2 separate regions of the Mus musculus genome follow, and region 1 is linked to region 2. Evidence: chromatin contacts called from public Hi-C data. All regions are on one chromosome and are shown on one strand. Each heading gives the region's core, a stretch centred on a gene start, on an enhancer-like site or on the middle of the called end of the contact. The rest is flanking DNA. Distances are from core to core; before and after follow the strand shown.

Region 1 (6,973 bases), core at 1,610-4,109, 94 kb after region 2:
GCGGGTCCAGGCTGTCTGGTGGGCGGGTCCAGGCTAGCAGGTAGGAGCAGGCAGAAGAGCTTAGTCCTCTCTTCTCATACCTGTCAGTCCAACAGCTTCCGGGTCCTTGACTCAGATGCCTGGGTTTGAATCAAACAGAAAACCATTCAAATGTGGAAGCTGAGTGATTCCTTGACTAAAGGTCCCCAAGCCCCCTGAGGACAAATTGTTTTATGGGGTCTTGTGCTAGCCAGAGAGGGATGTTTGAGAGGGAAGGTAAATGGTAGGGTTTATCTTATGTTCTTACATACTCTGAAACACGTGCTTCTTGAGCTACCAGGGGTAGGGATTTTAGAATTGCACGTACAGTGGTCTGAACATCCAACATAGCTGCTGACGAGAGAGGGCTGCTGCTGTTTTTGGTCCTTACATTCCCTTTTCATGTAGAAGGGAGTGGGGTCAGCACCTTCCCTCTTGGTGTCCTCTTAGGCCTGCTTGTCTACCACAGAGTCTAGTGAGACGGAAATTACAAGATTACAATAAATAGATGTCAGGCACAATGACCTTCCTCTCTTCCATCCCTTCATAATGGAGCTGAAATCTTTTGAGTCTCCCAGCACAGATCTAATTACTGCACTTCCAACGTGGGGAGGGGAAAGAGGAAACAAGACAAGCGGGACACCTGGGGCAGGAGGATTATTGAAGAGCACAACATTAATTTTTTAAACCCATTGTGTTCTTTCTAGGAAATGAGACTGGCTCAGATCTCTTATCGAGTACACTCCAGAATAGCTCTGCCCATCCCATTCTCTTAGGTAGAAGAACATTTACATGCACGGTCACACACAAACGACCATGCACACAAACCCGGCTCCTGAGGCTGACTCGAACAGGGCGGTCTACCTGGGACCACACCGCTGTCCATCTGGAGGAGAAAGACTGTGTTGGAGACAAAGCCAGCAAGCAGCTAAGGAGGGTACAGCCGGGTGACCCATACCACGCTCTGTCTCCAAAGGCATGCATTTCTTCACTCAATAGCAGCATGATACTCACCTAGAATATAAGCCAACTGCCCAGATCGCCCTGAAGCTATGGCACAGTTCTCTGGGAACAGGACCAGAGTTGGGCACTGAAAAACTCAGTGACTTCTGGAACCTGGCAGCAACTGACTGCCTGACATTTTGGAGCCAAAGGTCACACTGGGGCCCATTTCCTACATGACAGCTGTTTCTCCCTCTCACATACAACAGAGACATGTGATGAAGGGCCAAGAGACAACAGAGTGGGTATGTTTCCTATGAAGAATCGCGTGCTTAACCCCCCTCTACCTCCTCAGACTCTCATCACCCGGCATGCCATCAGCAGTGCCCAGGAGCAAGATAGACGTGTGCACAGAGGCCTGAAAGAGACGAGGACTGGAGAAATGGGAGTCTTTTCTCAAAGTAGCTTTATAACTTGGAACAAGTGAGGTCACCTCCCTGAGACTCAGAATCTTCATCTGCAATGTAAAAGATGAAATCAGACCCTAAATCCCTCGTAAGGTAAGGCTTAGCCAACTATCTTTCTTCGTTTTTCTCTTTCTCCAGCACACACTTAGTTGGTTTTTCTGTTGATTCTTAAAGTACTTCTGCATTTGCTGCTGTCATCAGTGGGTGCTGTTTGCATCCACGGAAACTAAGTAATTATGGTTTCCATGCCGATGTGGAGTGATCCATGCCTGGTGAGCTCACTCGGGCATCTGGAGACTCAGGCCCTCTCTGGATCGGTTGTTGGATTCTTCAGCCGGGCAGCTCTGTTCCTGTCTCTCAGCCCCATCCTCCCACTCTTGGCAGCCAGCAAGATACCTTAAGCATGTTGTCCCCAGGGAGACTGCAAGAGGTTAAGCATAAATACGCAAGCCCCTGGGGTCCAGGCTGGAAACTACACTGCTACTCCTGACTTATGTTGCTACCCAGAGCAAGAAGCATGACCAAATTCAGAAAATGGGGAAATAAAACATGTAAGGAGAGTGGTCCGGACAGAGGGGACAGAGGGCATTTTTCTACTGCAGCTGATTGTCCTGGCTTGGGTGGGGTCATTAGAGTAGCCAATGGTCTATCCTTCTAGTCCACAATCCTAGACCTGAAGATGGTTTCAGTGGCATCCACAGTGTCCTGAGTACATATAGGCTCTATCTCCCCTGGGAAAGAACTGTGGGCTCCAGAGCCTGGCCATCAGTACCTCCTCTAATGCCACAACCTTAGGGCTCCCTGGGGACCAGAACCAAGTCCCTCTTGATGGAACAAGCAGAAGACCCTGTAAGGAGCAGACCCTTTGACAGCTCTCCATGCTGAAAAGGAGGAAGGGAGGGGGAAGTGAAGAAGAAGGAAGAAGAGGAGGCTCCTGAAAGTAAGAGGGGAGGGGGAAGCCAAGAGGTAGCAGTCCGTCTCTAGAGAGCTGCAAAGCTGACCCAAACCTCTAGTTTATTGGGAAGAACCAAGTTGTACCAAGGTCATGCCACTATTAGCCAGGAACTCCGGTGACTCATTTCATCTCTCCAAAGTGTGTTTCATTGTTTGAGAACTAGAGCAAATATTCTCAGAGACTGGAATTAATTCATCTACATGGGCTTTGCCAGTACTAATCATTCATTGAAGATGGGTGATATCTCCCACCTTTATCCTCAGATGTCATTGTCTATCCCGGAAGTGGGGACCAGAAGGGACATCTCCTGCTTCCCATGCTCTTCCCAGAATTGCCGCCTCCACAGAAGCCCAGTGTAGCCCGTGGCCTTGTCTCAAGCCTACATTGCCGCTATCGAGTCCATAAGAGGCTGCTCCACCCTCTGTCAGGTTAGCCTTGCCATCGATGACTCTTGGCTCGACTCTTCTGGTCTGTCCCAGCAGGCTGGCTTCTCTCACCCACATTAAAGGTCAGCTCTTGGATTGGCATTATGGCTGAGCAGCTGGAAAGGCCTTGGATGCTGATTTCCTTTTCTCTAGCTAGATCATTCTTTTATCCACCAACTCCCAAGTGAGAAGCCAGGCGCAATGCTAGTCTGTTCCCTGTCACCTCGAACAATAGCATCTTTTAACATTTCATCTGGACTCATCTCCCTGAGAAGACAAATCACCAAATCCATTCCCTCTGTCTGGCAAATGCTTGGAGGTCCCGGGGAAAGATGGACTGTGGGAGTCTTCCAAAGAGCTTTTCCTCAGTCATTGTCACCAGCCCCCTGGTGGCCTTCTTACACCCTATGACAAAGGCTAGGGTGGAGAGTGAGAGGAAGTTCTGTCTGTGAGTCTAAGCACCTGGGGCAGGGCCAAGCACAAAGAAGCAGCCACCAGCCTGCTGGCCAGGCCAGCTGTCCGAAGGTGGCCTCCAGCCAAGGCCTCGCGCACCCTCTTTGGCCTTCTAGCTGACACTTGTGTTTATTGAGCTGCTGCCGTATGATAAGCCAGGATGAGGCTGGAGGAGCATATCAGAGAGTAAACCGGACAGGTTCCTGCCTCACGGAATCTGCACCTAGTAGAGAATACAGATCACAACAGTAACTGATAAAATTATTTGAAACTTTGTAACCTTCCGTCCAGAGTGTAAGTACATTGTTGTTGCGCAGTCCGGGCACAAGGGCCTCCCTGTGACCAGTGATTGAAAACTCTCTTTTGCCGGGTCAAGAGTTCATTAGATGCTAACAGGATGAAGAACTAGAGAAACAGCAGGCAGAGAGAGAGGCAGAATGTGCAAAGACCCCGAGATAGGAAGCACCTAGCAGAAGCAAGCTCTTCTCTCCTAGAAAGAGCAAGAACAGCCTACCCACATGGTCAGTCACGGAGGAACATGGGTTTCTACTCACTGAAGATCTTAAGCAGGTCGCTGATTCTAAGCAGGTAGCTGATGCTGCTAATGTTGAATGGCAATCAGTGTGGACAAAATAAAGATAAACACTTAAGACAACTCAAGAGTTTTCAAGTAACCGGAAGCAAAGGCTTCCTGACATACAGGGACAGCAGGACCATACTGCTAAAGAAAATGTCCGCTTTCTCTAAACAACTTTGGACTCAGACTAACGTCTACATAAAATGGTTTGTAATTGCCTTACCTTGGAATGGTGTCTAATTCCAGTTCCCAGATGCAGTGTTTCAGCCAGATTTTCCAATTATGCACAGCAGAGACAATAGCCACTCACTCTGCCTTTTTTAATTAAATAGGTAGTAAATGTTCAAAACTTTGAAAACCCTGTAGGCATTATTAATCAAATAAGCCAATGAACTTCTGGTGAATCACTCCTATGGGCTATGTGCGATGGGAAAGCGTTGGTAACTGGGGATGTAGCTCAGTGGTAGAGCCCATGAGACTATATCTCTAGCAGCCCAGGATAGGAAAGTTCTTAGAAAAACAAACTCTGTCCTTAGGGGGCCTGTAGTGTGATTGGGGGGGGGGGGGTGAGACAAAATATAGAGAAAGGTAAGCCCCATTTCCTGGATGGAAGTATCCAAAGTTGCATGTAGATGCTGCTAATAGGTTCTAAAGAAAATGCCAGCCAGGTACAGTGCTTACCAGTAATTCTAGCATTCAGAAGGCTGAATGGATGAGAGAGAAGGCTCAAGGCCATCCTGGATGATGTAGGGAGGCCCTGTAGGAGAGAAAGAGAGAGAAAAAAGAAAGAAGGGATACCTGGACAGAAAAACTTCAGGCATGGCTGGCTGTGTCCCACACTTTAGGACACACACCGACAGGATTGTCAAGGACAAAGCCACCAATCTTTTAAAGGAGAGGGTATGTGTGGGGGTCCTAGACATGTCCCCACACAGCCTATGATTGCTAGGACTCATCTGTACATTAAAATTTACCTATGAAGTGGAGACACTTTTTTTCTTTTTATTTATGTTTTTATTTTTTCACTTTATATCCAGCTCACTGCCTCCCTCCTGGTCACCCCCTCCTACAATCCTTTTCTCTATGTCCCTCCCCTTCTTCTCTGGCACACCAAGTCAGGCGCATCCTCCCCCACTGAGGTCAGACAAGGTAGCCCAGCTGGAAGAACATCTCCCACAGACAAGCTTTTGGGATAGGCACTGAAGCTGCACATCTACTACATATATGCAGGGAGGCCTAGGTTCAGCCCAGGTATGATGGTTCAGTCTCTGAGAGCACAAAGGGTCCAGGTTAGTTGACTATGTTGGTCTTCCTAGAAGACTGCTAGAGTTCCTAGCAAAGACATTTTTTGTGTTTTGTGTTTAGTTAAAAAAAAAAACAGCTACTAATTAAAAATTAGGGGTGTACTGGCTGGTTTTGTATGTCAACTTGACACAAGCTGGAGTTATCACAGAGAAAGGAGCTTCAGTTGGGGAAATGCCTCCATGAGATCCAGTTGTGGGGCATTTTCTCACTTAGTAATCAAGGGGGGAAGGCCCCTTGTGGGTGGGACCATCTCTGGGCTGGTAGTCTTGGGTTCTATAAGAGAGCAGGCTGAGCAAGCCAGTAAAGAACATCCCTCCATGGCCTCTGCATCAGCTCCTGCTTTCTGACCTGCTTGAGTTCCAGCCCTGACTTCCTTTAGTGATGAACAGCAGTATGGAAGGGTAAGCCGAATAAACCCTTTCCTCCCCAATTTGCTTCTTGGTCATGATGTTTGTGCAGGAATAGAAATGCTGACTAAGACAAGGGGTGAACAAGAACACATTTTAAAATAAGAGGTTATAAATTATTATTGGCGTCTACAACATTTAGGACCTTTTTCAACCAAGATATAGTTAGGCAATTTTCCAAAACTGCTTACATAGGCATTCCCCTTAACACACCATAATTCTGGGTACCTGCCTGGACTTGGATCCCTAGTCTCAGAAATTCCAGGTGAATGTGCCCAGAGCTCATCCAAAAAGGGTGATTGATTTGGAGTTAAGATCCAGTGAACAAAGAAGTAGCAAAAACCCCAATGGCAGCCTGGGAAAGCCCATCAGACACCACTGACCATGAGATATGAGGGCAGCTGTGAGAATCACTGCATAACCATCTCCAACTCACTTACACATTGAGAAGCCATCACTGTGACCATGTCCCTCCTGTGAGCCTTGCTCAAATGCCGGAGGTGGGGGTGGGGCAGGAAGCAATGGCTCAACTGACTTAACAAGGACTGTACCTTCGCACAACCATTTAGCCACACAGCAGGTCTTGTGTAAGAGGTCTCTAGAGTGTATCTAGGAGTCAGCAGATGAACTCTGGTTCTGGTATGATGGAATCCAGATTCCCCAGCCCCACATCCAGCTCTGCCACTGTTAAAGATGCAAGAGGGCCCCTCCCAACATGAGACACTTACCACTCTAAGTCATCATTAAACTACAGCATCGTCAGATGTCTGGTCCGGAATCTTAGAGGCCACACAGCACAGTGACCTGCAAACATTTGGCCTCCTCACCTCCAAAAGGGCTGTGTTCTAAGCCAACAAGCCAGTTTCTAGCCCACCATAGTAACCAAGTATGCTGGTTTGGAAAAATATGCCCTACCCCAGGTCCAAAGAAAGTAGCAATATTAGGAAGTATGGCCTTGTTAGAGTAGGTGTGGCTTTGTTGGAAGAAGTATGTCCCCCAGGAGTGAGGGACTTTGAAGTCTTATGCTACGCTCTCCGGTCGAGTCAACTGGACAAGCCGAGAGGCTTAAAAGTCACTCATGAGGCAAAAGAGTTTCAAGGAAGCTCTCCTCCTGGAGTCTAGTGTTCGCTACCCATACAGTAATTTTTCATTCCCGAGTTCCATTCCCGAGTTAGTCTAGTGTATGGATCCACGTGCTCTCTTTCAATTTTTTCCTATCATAAGTGCCTTTTAAGATTGAATTCTGACATAGCTAAAGCTGTCCGCCAGTGTTCCAACAGTCCTAGTTCGTCTTTAGCAAGACCTTGGGCTTGGAATTCAGTACTGCCCCTGGTATTACACTATCTCTTTGAGTAAACGTTAGGTCACTGCCCTTCACAGGAATCTACCATCACCTAGGAAGAAAGAAGTTTCTGACCGTAGGG
Region 2 (6,823 bases), core at 3,186-5,685:
CTGTCCAGGCAGCGCAGCCCCAGAGAGCTGTGTGGAGCAGGCAGGAGGCGGGCAAGACGAACACGGGAGCGCGCAGTGGCTGCGGGGAGGGGCGGGGGGCAGCACAAGGCTGGGTTTATCCACACATCTGTGTAGTAACCAGGTTAGGGTCCAGACATTTAGGTCAGGGTTTCTGCAAAAAGAAAAAAAAGTTCACTGACCTCAAACTTCCGCGAGTGATTTCCACTGAAGCACTGGATCTCCGGCAGTGCCTCCCCCACCCCGCTCCCTGCGCCCTCACTCCCCGCGCCCTCTCTCCTGCCCTAGACCCCGCTAGAATCCTAACCACTGACCTCACTATGGTAGGAAAAGTGATCCGACGAGCACTCGAGCACTCACTATATCTAACGAGAAATAAAAGCCACTCGGGCTTCCGAAGGCAAGAGCGACCTGGGAGTGGGGGAGGGCATGATCCTTGAGCCCAGCACTGCCCAAGAAAGGGGTCTCCGAGCCAAGGTATAAGCCCCTCTGCAGCCTGTGTGTTCTCCTAGGATCTCCAGGGGCCCCGCTGAGAACTCTAGGGGAAGCCAACCTGTTCTCTGAGGACAGCCTTAAAAATTAGTGAGTCAAACTGGGTTTTCCAAGGCCTGCTAGACTTGAATCTCTGGGGTTTCCTCTCTCCCATTTCTCTGGCTCTCAGCCTGTCTTTCTCAGAACATTGAAAATGTCTCCCAGAGTCATATGGGCAAGCCTTCCTCTGCGCTGACTCCAGCAGAGAGCAGGGTGAGGGAGCCTGGTAGAATGAACAAGAAGAGGACTGGAAGAGGGTAGGAGATAGCACCCGTCCCTCTCTACTCTTATGCCCTGAGCTTAGCCTTGATCGGTCCTCTGAAGGTTTCCTTGAAGGTTTCAAAGTGAATGGGACAATTGGCCTGCTTCATGCTAAGTGTCCTATGACGGACAGCAGGGGCCCTCTCTACTCAACTTTGACAACACCACACCCTACTGGCCTTTGGCCTGATACCGGGAGGAGCTGGGAAACACTGCATGGAAGGAGACAAAAGAGCCAGGAGGCCCAGCAGCTCTTTGCTCTTAGCCCCGAGAGACTGAAATGGAAGTGCAAGCTGACTTGCTCCCACTTTACTTCCCAGGCGGGAAAGTTTGATTAGAAGGTTCACCTTGTGAGCAGCCAGAACGTGGCCTAAAAAGAAGTTAGTCTAGTCTCTGGAAGTGAGATTTTCAGTAAACTGAGTCACAAGCCTCAACATTAAAGCAGACAAAGCTCCACTGGGCATTAGAGGGAAAGGGAAAGGCTGCATCCCAGCTTCCCGGAAGCTAGAAACAGTTCTGTAAATCAGTTTTCCCTGACGAGAAGGTGTGAGGATGTCTAACCATAAAAATGATTCCACAAGACCGCTCAGGGAGTAGAGGTGCTTGCCACCGACACCTGCCGATCTGAGTTCAATCCCCAACTCACATGTTAGAGATAACTAATTCCAGAAAGTTTTCCTCTGGCACACACCTATGACACATGCACCTTCACACATACAAAAAAAAAAAAAAAAAAAAAGCCCAAGTCAACAAAGAAATGTAGTGTTTCATTTAAAATGCCTCCAGACCCCATCTTCTGTAGGAGAGGCCAGCGTCCTCCGCAGTGTCCCTCCCCAGGGTGAAACATCATAAAAGGCAGGCTCTGCCACTTCAGAGAACCAACTTCAGAACCTACTGAGTCCGAGGGAAGGAAAATGATGTCCAGTGCCCCACCTGAGCCCCTAACCTAGAAGCACACTGACATAGTTTCAGCCATGAATGCTGTTCCCCAATAAACAGGGACATTTACACCACACTGCGAGCTTGCCTTTTTCTTCTCTTTTTTAACTGAAAGTTTCTAGAACTAGACTAAACAGAAGGCGGGTGGATGGTTTCACTGGCTTGGAATCTCCTCCAGAGAAGAGCATCCACACGCACCCCCTCCAACATCAAAACAAACAACCATCATGCCCACAAACAAGACTCGCCCGCTGTGACAGCCCCTTCCAACGCTTGGGAAAGTGCCACTGAATGGGTGGCCAGAACACCAGTACCTGTACCTGCTCCCATGATGATAGAGTCCGGATGATGTAGGCCATCCCTCTGGAATCACCTACAACTTTATTTCTTGCCTCTTTGAACACAAGTAATCGAACAATTTGAACAATATGCTGTCCTTTCAGACACAAAGAAAACATCGTTTTGATTTTTATCCCATTTGTATGAGCCATGCCTGTAGCTGTAAGGCAGAGGAAGCAGGGACACAGGAGTGAGGACAGACTGGAAGGCTACAGGAATCCATCACAGCAGACACACACACACACACACACACACACACACACACACACACACACACACTCCCTCCAACCCTCTAAGGCACCCTGACTGGGAAAGCGCCAGGTGACTGACACTCCTGGAAGTCTTTACCCAGGCAGCACAGCACCTTGCAGCCCTGGGCCTAGACCCATGGCTGACACTGCACAGCCTAATGGGACTTTACTCCATACTGGGGCCATGGCTTCAAAGAAAAGACCCTGCTTTAATAATTCAGCCGCTTGAATGCCATTTAGTATCCATAGCAACCAGTTCCCTGACATCTAGTTGTAGGCAGGATGTGGCTGGAAAGGGGAAAAGAAGGAAAGTGGGGAAAGGCAGAAAAGATAGCAAACAGAAGAAAACCAGCTTAGATTTTGTCTCTGCTTTACTCCTTTCTCTCCTGGTCCTGATGCTGACAGTGGCTCTCCCTTCTGTGCCTTCTCCTTGCTCCCTCCCACCTTGTCTCTGCTCTTCCCCTCTCTTCTCCTAGAAACAGGAAGATCCAGATTCCTGACTCAGCATTCCTCAAGCACCTTGGGGATGCCTGCCAATCTCTCTCTTTGCATCTCCTTGTCTTTCTTTCCTTCAAATAGGGGCCTTTGGGCATTTGCTGTGTTCTGCTAGCTCTTACTATGTATGATTCTATGGTCCTCTCTCCATCCCTCCACTTGGCCGCCTTTCATCTCTGTCAGACTGTCTCTGCATTCCCCATCTCTCAGACTCTGTCTCTATGTGCTTTGCTATCTATCTACCTACCTATTTATCTATCTATTATCTATCTGTTTCAACTATAAAGTGATTTTAAACTAATAATTTAAATTAAAATTCCTCTTCCCCTTGTGAAAAGCACGCTGCCACTCCAAGATGGTCCTCCTTCATCCTATAGGCTCTGAATCCAACATCAGCTCTTCTCAGAAGCCCACCAGTCTCCCAAGAACAGGATCAGCACTCCTCATGTAAGCTCTCATAACCCTGATTAAGCCCTGTTGTGCCTTTTCTCCATGTTGCAATTGCCCGCTCATCTGTTGTCCATCCAGTTGGCAGGTGAGTGAGTACCTACAGAGCAGAACAGTGCCTTGCTCCCTACTCCATCCCCTGTGCCCGCTTCTTGGGAGGCACTTAGAAGGAGATGCTGAAGGAAAAAATAAATCATCTATAACCAGAGGTTTCTGAATCACTGCCTGTCAAAGACTTGGGACATACTCACAAAGGACACCAGGAAAGAAGGGGGTAGGAGGAGCCAACCGAGTATTACAAGGGATACAGAAAAGAGAAAATCTCCTGTTCTTCAAAGAGGCATGAGCTTGGTATAAAGGCTCCAGAGTGGGCTCAGCAAGAAGGGAGACAATAGCAAGGGGATGGTTTCCCTCAGCCCATCTCAGGGCTACTCTGGCACCGTTCAGGCAAACTCCAATGGTTACTACATACTCAGTGATAAGGCTCCTTCCACATAGCAGTGCTTCCAAATGTCTGACATCCACCACCTCAGCATTCCTGCCTGGCCCCATTCTTCCTGGGAACAGGGTATAAGGGAGGCAGGCAGACGGAGGCTATGATGTGGCTGCCAGAGGGACATGGGCCAGGTGGCCAGTCCTTTGTAACTGATGGAAGATGCTAATGAAGCTTTCTGTCTTCTAGGAAGTAGCTACGTTTAAAGTAAGAAAAATACTCCGTGAGTAGATATTTTTTTAATGGACAAAACCTATGCGTTTAAGAATATTTAGCTGTCAATGTGAATGAAAAGCAAAAATTCAGGGCAGGAAGGCTCTTCCCAGTGTTAAGTAATGAAGTCCTTTATCCATCCGTCGCAGGAAGGGTGAGTAACACACACACACACACACACACACACACACACACACACACACACACACACACACTATTTATGTGCAGAGAGTCCCAGTTAAATTGAAACAGGCTCCAGCAAGGACCATGTTTTATATAGTGTGCAGCCCCCCGCCCATAACCCAGAAAGCCAGGCACTCCTGGCTTGGAGCCCCAGCCCTCACACAGCTTTTTCCCCAAATAATCCTTTAATCCAGATGGAACTGCCTACCCTCAAAGATCTGCCAAGTGACACACAATCTTCTCGATATCGCGCACAGACTGAGTGACACATTTCATTAGCAGACTCTCATGAGTTCCCCTCACCAAGCCATCCTCCCATGCAGCCTCCACATACCCCTCATCCGAAGCACAATCTAGTCATGAAAAGCAGTGAGGTTGAAGACAGACACTAGAAAACAAAAACAAGCAAACAGCATACGCCTCCTGAAGCAACACAGCTTTATAAAAGATGGTAATATCACACCTGACTTTATTGCTACACCCAATTGTTTAAGAAGTTCAAGGTAGATCTAGGTTGACTTTCCTCTGTGTGTGTGTGTGTGTGTGTGTGTGTGTGTGTGTATCCATTTCTTTCGTGCTAAAGGGGAAGCATAAATTAAAAACCTTCCTATACGCTCAGATCAGCCATTGTACTCCCTTCTTCCACTAGATTGAAAACACACGCCCCCAACCACGGATCCTAATCATCTCTCCATGTAACACCCAAACATTAGGACAGACCTACGCTCTTCCACCACGTTTGAGAACAGAACCGGAAAGCCTGTGGCAGCAGATGCCCATACTAATTCCATTATGCACACACATAAACTGCCAAGACATCACACGGACACACTCGTATACCCATAACTAAACTGTGGGCACATGCACACACAGTCACATTCTGCCCTTTTGCTCTTGTGTGTGTGTGTGTGTGTGTGTGTGTGTGTGTGTGTGTGTGTGTGTGTGTGTAGCTTAGATTGGTGATGCTTTGGATTATGAGGTTTCCATGGTTACCCTCTATGGAGGAAACTGGGGTAATTGAACTCTTGGGGTTCACCATTCAACAGATGCCGCTCGCTCCCTCCTACAGGCTTGCTCACTCGTTTGCTCTGCCTTCCTTTCATCATGGGCCGTTTTAAGTGACAGTTTCAAGTCAAGAACATCATCGTAGAGTGAGACCTTCCCAGCGTTCTCGTTCTACCTTGGAAAATTCTAAAGTTGAAAGCTAATTTCAACATACGGGCTGCCCCGGAATAATCTTGGCCTAACTTGGGTCTAAGAGCATGGGACTGGGCAGCATGCCCCACCCCCAGAATGGAAAATAAAGCAGACTGACTATTTCATAAAAAGTTCTAAGAGAACTGAAGGACTCAGATCAATATAAATCCATAGAAACAGAGAGTGGCCCCGACACATGCTTTCTCTCCTCCCCACAGACCTTTTCCAGACTCCTGGGTAATTCTTGCCTCTTTCATTTAGGCCTCTGGAACAAGGTATCACGGGATCATGGAATGATTATAAAGGCTTATTATAGGCAACAAGCAATTCTTTCTAACAGTGAGAAATCTGAGATGGGGTGCTGGTATGGGGATACTGTCTTCTGGGCTAAGGACACTACCTCACTATAAGGCAGACAACAGAGACATAGAAACTCATCCTACCCTGACAAGGATGCAAATTCTATACTATGGGCTTGACAGTTGTGTTCTAAATCACCTTGCAGAGGTACAAACTCCTAGCCCCTCCCACAGGTTAGGATTTTGACATGAATTTAAGGGACAAGAGAGCAACATGCAGCCTATAAAGGTTACATCAATTATAAAGAGAAGAAATCTCTTGGGATGGCCGTGTGCCTTAGATATGACCTTGTCTATACATAGCCAGCCCAAATTGGCTTGTTAAACAAAGTGCTACAACACAGTTCACTTATGCCTCATTGCCTCCAGAGGGCAGCAGGACTGACACAGGGAAATCTCCCGGGGATTAATTGACAAAGGTTTCTTCAGACTTTGATGACTTTCTGAACAAAGAAATGAAATCATGTCACATGTAGTAATGGCACAATATGCTAGTGTTCCATCGTGACTAGGGACAGAGAGACTCACGGTACTTAGTGGCACACGAGAGCCTTAGTTCAGTCTTTCAGAAGCCCGGGAGCCACAGCCAAGGTCCTCAGCCACCAGGCACCTCAGAAGTTTATATATCTATTATTTTTTGGCCTCTGGGTTCTCAGATGCCTTTCCACATGTAGGAGGGACCCTTTTGCCTAGTAATTCAAAATACTATGTAGCACAAAGACTCGCTTAAATATAAGGGGGCATTTGAATATTTGTTGAGATCTGGGGCATCCTGGGTTTCATCCTCAGGATCTAGATGATGGAAGGAGAAAACTGACTCTCACAAGTTGTCCTCTGACTTCTACCTATATGCCATGGCACACACGCATGCGCGCACACACACACACACACACACACACACACACACACACACAAATAAATAACATTAGAATACAAATGAGGATATAATTACAGTTTTTCTTCAAATACACACTCTTTCCTATTCTTGCCCAAATTTTTACAACTAACTCAGAATGGGCACTACAGATGGGCCAGGAGTAACAAGGAGAAAAGTTGGAGTTAAATGAACAAAACTGCTCACTTTGATTCCAGTTACT

What was found. A called contact is a pair of places that touch in the nucleus more often than the background predicts.
Region 1: a contact with region 2 is called in a Hi-C map of cerebellar granule neurons, with 2.1 times the contacts expected there. The contact joins two enhancer-like sites. A contact is called at or near these places in 12 of 484 Hi-C or Micro-C datasets (the G1E-ER4 cell line, the P5424 cell line, cerebellar granule neurons and 6 more), 3 of 115 datasets of contacts at active chromatin or transcription factors (SST interneurons, embryonic forebrain and forebrain) and 3 of 9 other capture datasets (adipose tissue, liver and pancreatic islet).

What each region holds. Positions count from the first base shown.
Region 1 is chr1:154,980,197-154,987,169 of GRCm38.p6, forward strand. No RefSeq gene overlaps it. Among named protein-coding and RNA genes, the nearest start is that of Gm30602, 8.7 kb to the left of the region's middle. Within about 2 kb of position 2,860, at least 22 of the 459 cell types and tissues checked have an H3K27ac peak or open chromatin away from gene starts, as enhancers often do. A contact at or near this core is called in cerebellar granule neurons, where this site is marked.
Region 2 is chr1:154,884,351-154,891,173 of GRCm38.p6, forward strand. It overlaps a transcript of Cacna1e not described here. Among named protein-coding and RNA genes, the nearest start is that of Gm41976, 24 kb to the right of the region's middle. Within about 2 kb of position 4,436, at least 12 of the 459 cell types and tissues checked have an H3K27ac peak or open chromatin away from gene starts, as enhancers often do. A contact at or near this core is called in cerebellar granule neurons, where this site is marked.